Linked DNA regions of Hordeum vulgare: region 2 is linked to region 1. A link is a contact called in public Hi-C data. All regions are on one chromosome and are shown on one strand. Each heading gives the region's core, a stretch centred on a gene start, on an enhancer-like site or on the middle of the called end of the contact. The rest is flanking DNA. Distances are from core to core; before and after follow the strand shown.

The links. A called contact is a pair of places that touch in the nucleus more often than the background predicts.
Region 2: a contact with region 1 is called in a Hi-C map of seedling, with 2.9 times the contacts expected there. The contact joins the promoter of LOC123451083 here to the enhancer-like site in region 1. A contact is called at or near these places in 2 of 6 Hi-C or Micro-C datasets (leaf and seedling).

Annotation. Positions count from the first base shown.
Region 1 is chr4H:24,874,519-24,877,486 of MorexV3_pseudomolecules_assembly, reverse strand. No RefSeq gene overlaps it. Among protein-coding and RNA genes, the nearest start is that of LOC123451082, 84 kb to the right of the region's middle. Within about 2 kb of position 1,461, at least 3 of the 3 cell types and tissues checked have open chromatin away from gene starts, as enhancers often do. A contact at or near this core is called in leaf and seedling, where this site is marked.
Region 2 is chr4H:25,001,318-25,004,525 of MorexV3_pseudomolecules_assembly, reverse strand. LOC123451083 (1-aminocyclopropane-1-carboxylate synthase 1-like) reads right to left here and starts at 1,625. Exons shown (of 4, transcript XM_045128095.1): 1 at 1,279-1,625; 2 at 1,071-1,202; 3 at 829-989; 4 at 1-663. The coding sequence starts at 1,449.

The DNA.
Region 1 (2,968 bases), core at 212-2,711:
ATGGTGTTGGACGGCTGTCTTGAACTTGGAGGGCCGACCGAGACCGTGCATGGCAACATGGCTCGTACCAGGGCATGCAGCCACACGCAGGTTGTCGAGTCGAGACGGACGTTCAAGAAGGAGTAATTGTTGAACCTTGCAACATGAGTTTTGGTCGAGGGTCTAATGAATCCGGACGGGGGAATACATAGCACAATATATGGTTTCCTCCGGTAGGTCCAAGTGGCACCGTATAGTCCCCTGAACTTTCCTCTCGCGCGAGCGACTAGAAACCCTAGCCGCCGTCACAAAAGCCCCTTCGCCTCGTTCATTCGGCAGCTCCCCTCGGTCGATGACCTCGATCGTCGGTGGGGGTTTGAGGGGAGGGGGTTGCCGGATTTACATGGATGAATCGTGTAGCTTTAGTTTAGGTCCTAGTAGCTTTGGTTTTTTTAGATGTTTATCGTCTTGGCTTCGAAGGCGACAATGGCGACCCCGAATAAAGAAGGCACATATATGTTTCCAACGAGGCAATTAGTCTTATGGTTGGAGGTGAATTTAGAAATCAGTCTATTCAGGTAAGAATGATGTGGCGATGTTGTCATTCTCGTGGTGGGCCTGTGTCCTCGCGCTCCGTCGTTGCGATGGTGTTTGCTCCAACGCCATTGTGGAGCTTGGGAGGTTGTCCAGGAGTGGATGTGGATTATGGTCTGCATTGACAACATCTGAAAGACGGAACATGTGTTGGGTTCGTGATTGATGGATGACACGTATGGTTTCCTCCTTCGACGTCTTAATCGTGCTGGGGTGCCGGACGTGGAGATCGATGGTGTGTCCGGGGTGTTGCCCCGTCTGATTCGTTCAACGGTGATGGCTTCACTTTTGGTAAGCGCTCTTGGAGGTCCGCAAAGCTGCATATCAGCGATGGAGCCGAGTCGATCTCGGATGAGGAGGTGATCCGTCATTTTTTCCCCGTTGATAGGTACTTTGGTGGTGCAGGAGGCAGGTGACGGGGCGTTGGTGTAAAGCTTAGTAATGTTCTGCTATATTTTCAGATTCGTCATGTCGGTCTTTATGTGACTTGTATTTTGTATTTTATGATATGAATGGTGCACGTATTACCGTGTAAAAAACAATAAAAAGAAAGATAAAGGATAAAAATATATTTGTAAACATGTGATGAGATAATTAAAACCAAATAATCATCTTTTAATATATACAGTATGGTTTATCTCTCGTTCAGCTCAGCATATATATATGTGTGATTTTTAGCAAAGCCGATATATATATATATCCATCCTATGTGACGATAGCACCATTGCATGTCGAAGCCGAAGGCGAGGGGAGGAAGTTTCTGCGCAAGTGGGCGGACATGTACGCCGGGACCGGGCGGCCGCGTTGCAGGCGATCGTGGTGGCCCATGCGGGCCTGGGCGGCCGGCCGGGGACATGGGCGCGCGTCATAGCGTGAGCGTTATTTGGTCGGGACCCATACGAGATTATTTTGTTTTCTCAACCGGGACGGACCCATCCAAGATCACGCTCCCAACACACCCCCATCACCTTCTAAGTGGCAGCACGTCCGACGACCCCCGCCTACGCGTCGCCGACGACGTACGTGCGTCGATCACGCAGGCTTCCCTCCAAGAATGAATGCTCGATGGCAACGCATCGGCGGTGCATGGGGGAATCTACGTACGGGAGGCGGCCGGCCGGCCGGACGGCGGCCGGGGTCGGTCAGTTAATTGATGAAAGGAGGCGTAGGCGGGGCCGGGGCCATGCATGGCGCCAATGGCATGCAGCGAGCGGCCAGGGGCGTGCGTGACAGCCGGGCGTGGCGCTGCGTCCCCTGTCGCGCGCCCTGGCGCCGGGGGGTCGATATGGACCGCGGCACCGGGGACAGCGGGGCCTCGCCGGCCGTGTTCCGTCCGGGGTAGGGACGTCGCGCCGCGCTGCTGGCCCGGCCGCGGACAGGCTCAGGTGCAGGGTTCCCTCCGGTCCGGTCCGGAGCGTGCGTACGTACGTATCGTTCGCGTCGCATGCTGATGCTGCAGGACCTCTCTCTGATGTACGGCCACGCGTGTCTGTGTCCTTGTTTTTTTTTAAAGAAAGGGGCTCCCCCTTCTCCATTTTATTAATGAAGTACACAGCCAGCGAATATCTATTTTAACAGAAAAAGTAAAACCGACCAAAAACAGGTCTAGACAAAACATAAACCTCCAACAGTTTTTACAGCTAAGACAAACATAACTCCAAACCAAAGTCTAACTCTATCACAATTCTTCACCAAGCAATCCGCAGCAATTCTCCTCTCTTCTTATCCAGATCAGAGATGAACTGACACAGCACCAGCTCTTGAGTGGCGTCGCAGAGAACAACCCATTGGCGTAGGAAGAGCCTTAGCTTCATGAGCACGCAGTCCAAACTTTTCCATGTTTGACCCTTGAAGCAAAATTCATTTCTCAAACGCCAAATACTCCATAAGGAGGCAGCCACAACCATATTATGTATAGGTTTCTTTTTGCATATCAGCCATAAGGCATGAATATCATGAAAGCAGGAGATTGTAATATGAAATACCTCCTCAAATAATTGCCAAATACAAGAAGCTACAGTACAATCAAAGAACATATGTTGAACTGATTCCAACTCAGAACAAAATAAGCAAGATGGGTCTTCCACACTTCTCCTCTTAGCTAAGTTGTCTCTAGTTAGTACTTTGTTGTTCATACAAAGCCAAAGGAAAACATGGATGTTTTGGGGGCATAGAACTTTCCACATCTTGTCCCCAACCCTGTGATCAACCCCACCATAGTTAATAGCACTATAGAAGGATTTAACAAAATATATTCCTTTTGGTTCCAGCATCCAAATAGGAGTATCAGGGGAATTGGAGAGGGAGATCTTTTTAATAGTCTCAATCAGAAGATTCCACCTATCCAGCCCTCTACTGCCAACACATCTTCTAAAGGATATCTTAAGTTCATTTC
Region 2 (3,208 bases), core at 376-2,875, 130 kb before region 1:
TGGCTCATGTTCACCCAGCAGAAGAGCCCCGCGTTGCTCTCCAGGCACGCAATGCCGATGTCCTTGAGGCCGTCCACGAGCTGGTCGTGCCGCTCCTTGATCCGCCTCTTGTTCTCGGCGAGGTACCTGCGGGTGAAGTCCTTGTCGCCGAGGAGGGCGGCGAGGAGGTACTGCGTCTGGGAGGAGACGAGCCCGAAGCTGGACATCTTGGTCGCCGCCGAGACGACGTCGGGGTTGGAGGAGTAGATGGCGCCGACGCGGAAGCCGGGGAGGCCGAGGTCCTTGGAGAGGCTGTACACGACGTGGACGCGGTCGTCCAGCGCGTAGTCGGCGGCGAGCGGGGCGCGCGCTGCCAGGACCTCGAGGACGCTGACGAAGCCCGGCTCGGAGAATGCCGTGCCGGAGTATATCTCGTCGCTGACGAGGTGGACGCCCTTGGCGGCGACGAAGTCGACGATCATCTCGAGGTCGGCGCGCGGGACGGCGGTGCCGAGCGGGTTGGAGGGGTTGGTGATGAGCACGCCCTTGACGCGCAGGCGGCGCTTCTGGGCGCGGCGGTACGCGTCGTCCAGGGCGGCGCGCGTCACCCGGAAGCCGTTGGCGCTCGTGCAGTGCACCGGCACGATCTCGGCCCCGGTGCGCCACTTGAGGTCACGGTCGAACCTGCATGCGTAAGCAAGGTTAGCCATGTGTAGTAATACTTGCTACTGTTAAAAGGGTAGCAACATGCACGTCGCACATGGGCAGGTGCTGCTGCCGCTGGCCGCGCGCGTAACGTGGCGCGCGGAGAGAAATGTCGAGAGACGGCAGGGCGCATAGCATTCCTACCCTGGGTAGTACGGGGTGGGGATGAGGAAGGCGTCGCCCTGGTCGGCGAGGCAGAACATGAGCGCCTCGTTGGCCGAGGTCGCGCCGGCGGTGAGCACGATGTTGCTGGGGTCGAACGCCACCTTGTGGTCTCTCTGCTCTGACATGAACCTCGCCAATGCCTGTGCAAAGCAACGCGCGTCAGTCTTTGACCGCATTTGGAATGGCTGCTGGGGAGTGTGCCAAGTGGCCGGAGGAATTACATTTTTGAAGGCCGGGAGGCCGTGGTAGTCCTGGAAGAGCGCGAGCTCCCGGAAGACGGACGCGGGTCCCCGGCGGAGCCCGAGCGCGTCGGGGTTCTTCTCCAGCCACTCCTCCACCAGGTCGAACGAGAGCTGCACGACGAGCCGAGTTTGTCAGAGACGGACAGCGGCAAGCGGCAAGCGAGCTGCGTATGCAGACTTTGCGTACCTGGTTCTCGGCGAGGCCCATCTGGATGATGCCGGTGGGGTTGGTGGTGGGGTGGAAGGGGTTCTTCTCATACTCCTCCCACCCCAGGAAATAGGACGAGTCCTGGCCGTGGGTGTTGCATCCGGCCTTCTTGGACAGCAGCTGCGGCTCGTCGGCGACCTTGTTCACCATCTCGTCAGTCAACGAATGCTGCGCGCGTGTTTGGCCTGGGTTTGAAACTGGGGGGTCGATGGAGGGGACAGAACTGAGCCGCGATCGAGTGTTGTCAAGACTGAGCTGGGAGAGCAAGCAGTCAGTCAGGCAGGCAGGCAGGAAGTTGAGAGAAGAAGAAGAGGAGTGAAGAGGTGGTGGCTGATGTCTAACTGGGAGCTGAGCGTATATATAACGGAGGGGAGGGGCGGGGTGGTGGCCTCACCATCTCCCCTCTGTTATCGTGTCTAAGAAGCGGAGCCAACACGCAGTTAAGTGGGGGCGGTGGGTTAACGTCAGACATCTCGATGTGAGTACGCGCGAAAAGCCATCCGCGGTTTCCTCCTGGCGCAGACCAACAGCCGCGCGCGGAACAGTGGTAGTAACAGAGAAGCAGTGCCAGTGTATGTAGGTTTTCTCTAATCTGCGTACTGTAATCTCTGCCGTAATGGGCCGATTTACCTTCTGAACTGTAGGTAGATGCTTGTATCCAGCACGTGGGATCCACGCCGGCGACGTGTGTTGGTGTCTCTCTACTGACGCCTGTAAGTAGATGAAATACTGCAGTATATTTTTTGTCAAAAGAAAAGCCGACATGCGCTGTTGAGTGTTGAATTAGTCCGCCCTGGATCTCGAGACGACGTAGACAAGCGAGCCAATCTTGTGAAGCGCGGGACAGGATCAACTAGAGCGAAATAGTAAAAGAATGATACTACTCCATTTCTCATGAAAATGACGGCGGCGGTGTGCTCGCTTACACCGGCTGGATTTGGCTTTCTCCAGCTATTTCTGGTAGTAATACGTGCTTCGTACTTATGCAGCTTTGCACTTCACTTTCGCCCAGTGGGGTTGTGCCGCGTGGCGACGTGGACGCTCTAATAACGGCCGTGGCTTATCTGAACCGTATTCGCATCTGGTTCAGGAAAAGGTGTGGTAGGAGGAGTATTATATTAGTGCGAGTACCGTTCAGTGCTTACAGATTGGACGTGCTGCAATCCTTTGCTGTTAAACTGCTGACGCCTAGCTTGCTCGGATTGAAATTTGTTATTCAAGCACGCGGGGAAACTAGACTCCTGTCACACGGGAAAATCGTGTGGTCCTGTGTTGTTCACTAATCCTCGAGCTCGTTATTATTCGATTGTATTTTTTTTAGACCTTTAAGTTTCAGCCGACTGATACTTTGTTAAGTCTTAATTGATGCTATATTAATAATGGACTGTGTTAACTATCAACCAGTCGGACTATAAGGAACAGATCCGCACGATACTCCCTTCCGCGATTCGCAAACACCAGACACCCCGCTCCGCGAGGGCCATCCATGCGAGCGCGTGAGCCCCAAGATCCACCCGCGTGAGGCCCAAGACCAACCTTATCCCGCACGTGACTTACGATCCAAACCCTATTTCCTCACCTCCGTTGCAAGAAATAGGCTCCTCCTTTGATTTGTTCTCCACCTCCCTCCGTGACGCGCCTCCATCGCCAACGAGCTGCACCCCCGATCTGACCCCCCAAACACATCAACCACCATGCCCGAGGACTACTAATCGCCCAATCACAAGGATTTGAGAGAGGGTCGGGTTTACCACATCATCAATACTAGGATTAGCACATACTTCGGCGTCAATTGCCCAGTTCTTCTGATTTTCCCCAGAATCATGCAGAAAATACAGGAGGTAAGTGATTGGAACTCCATGCACATGCAACATTTTCATTTCATACCAAAAAAACAAGGCAAATCCAT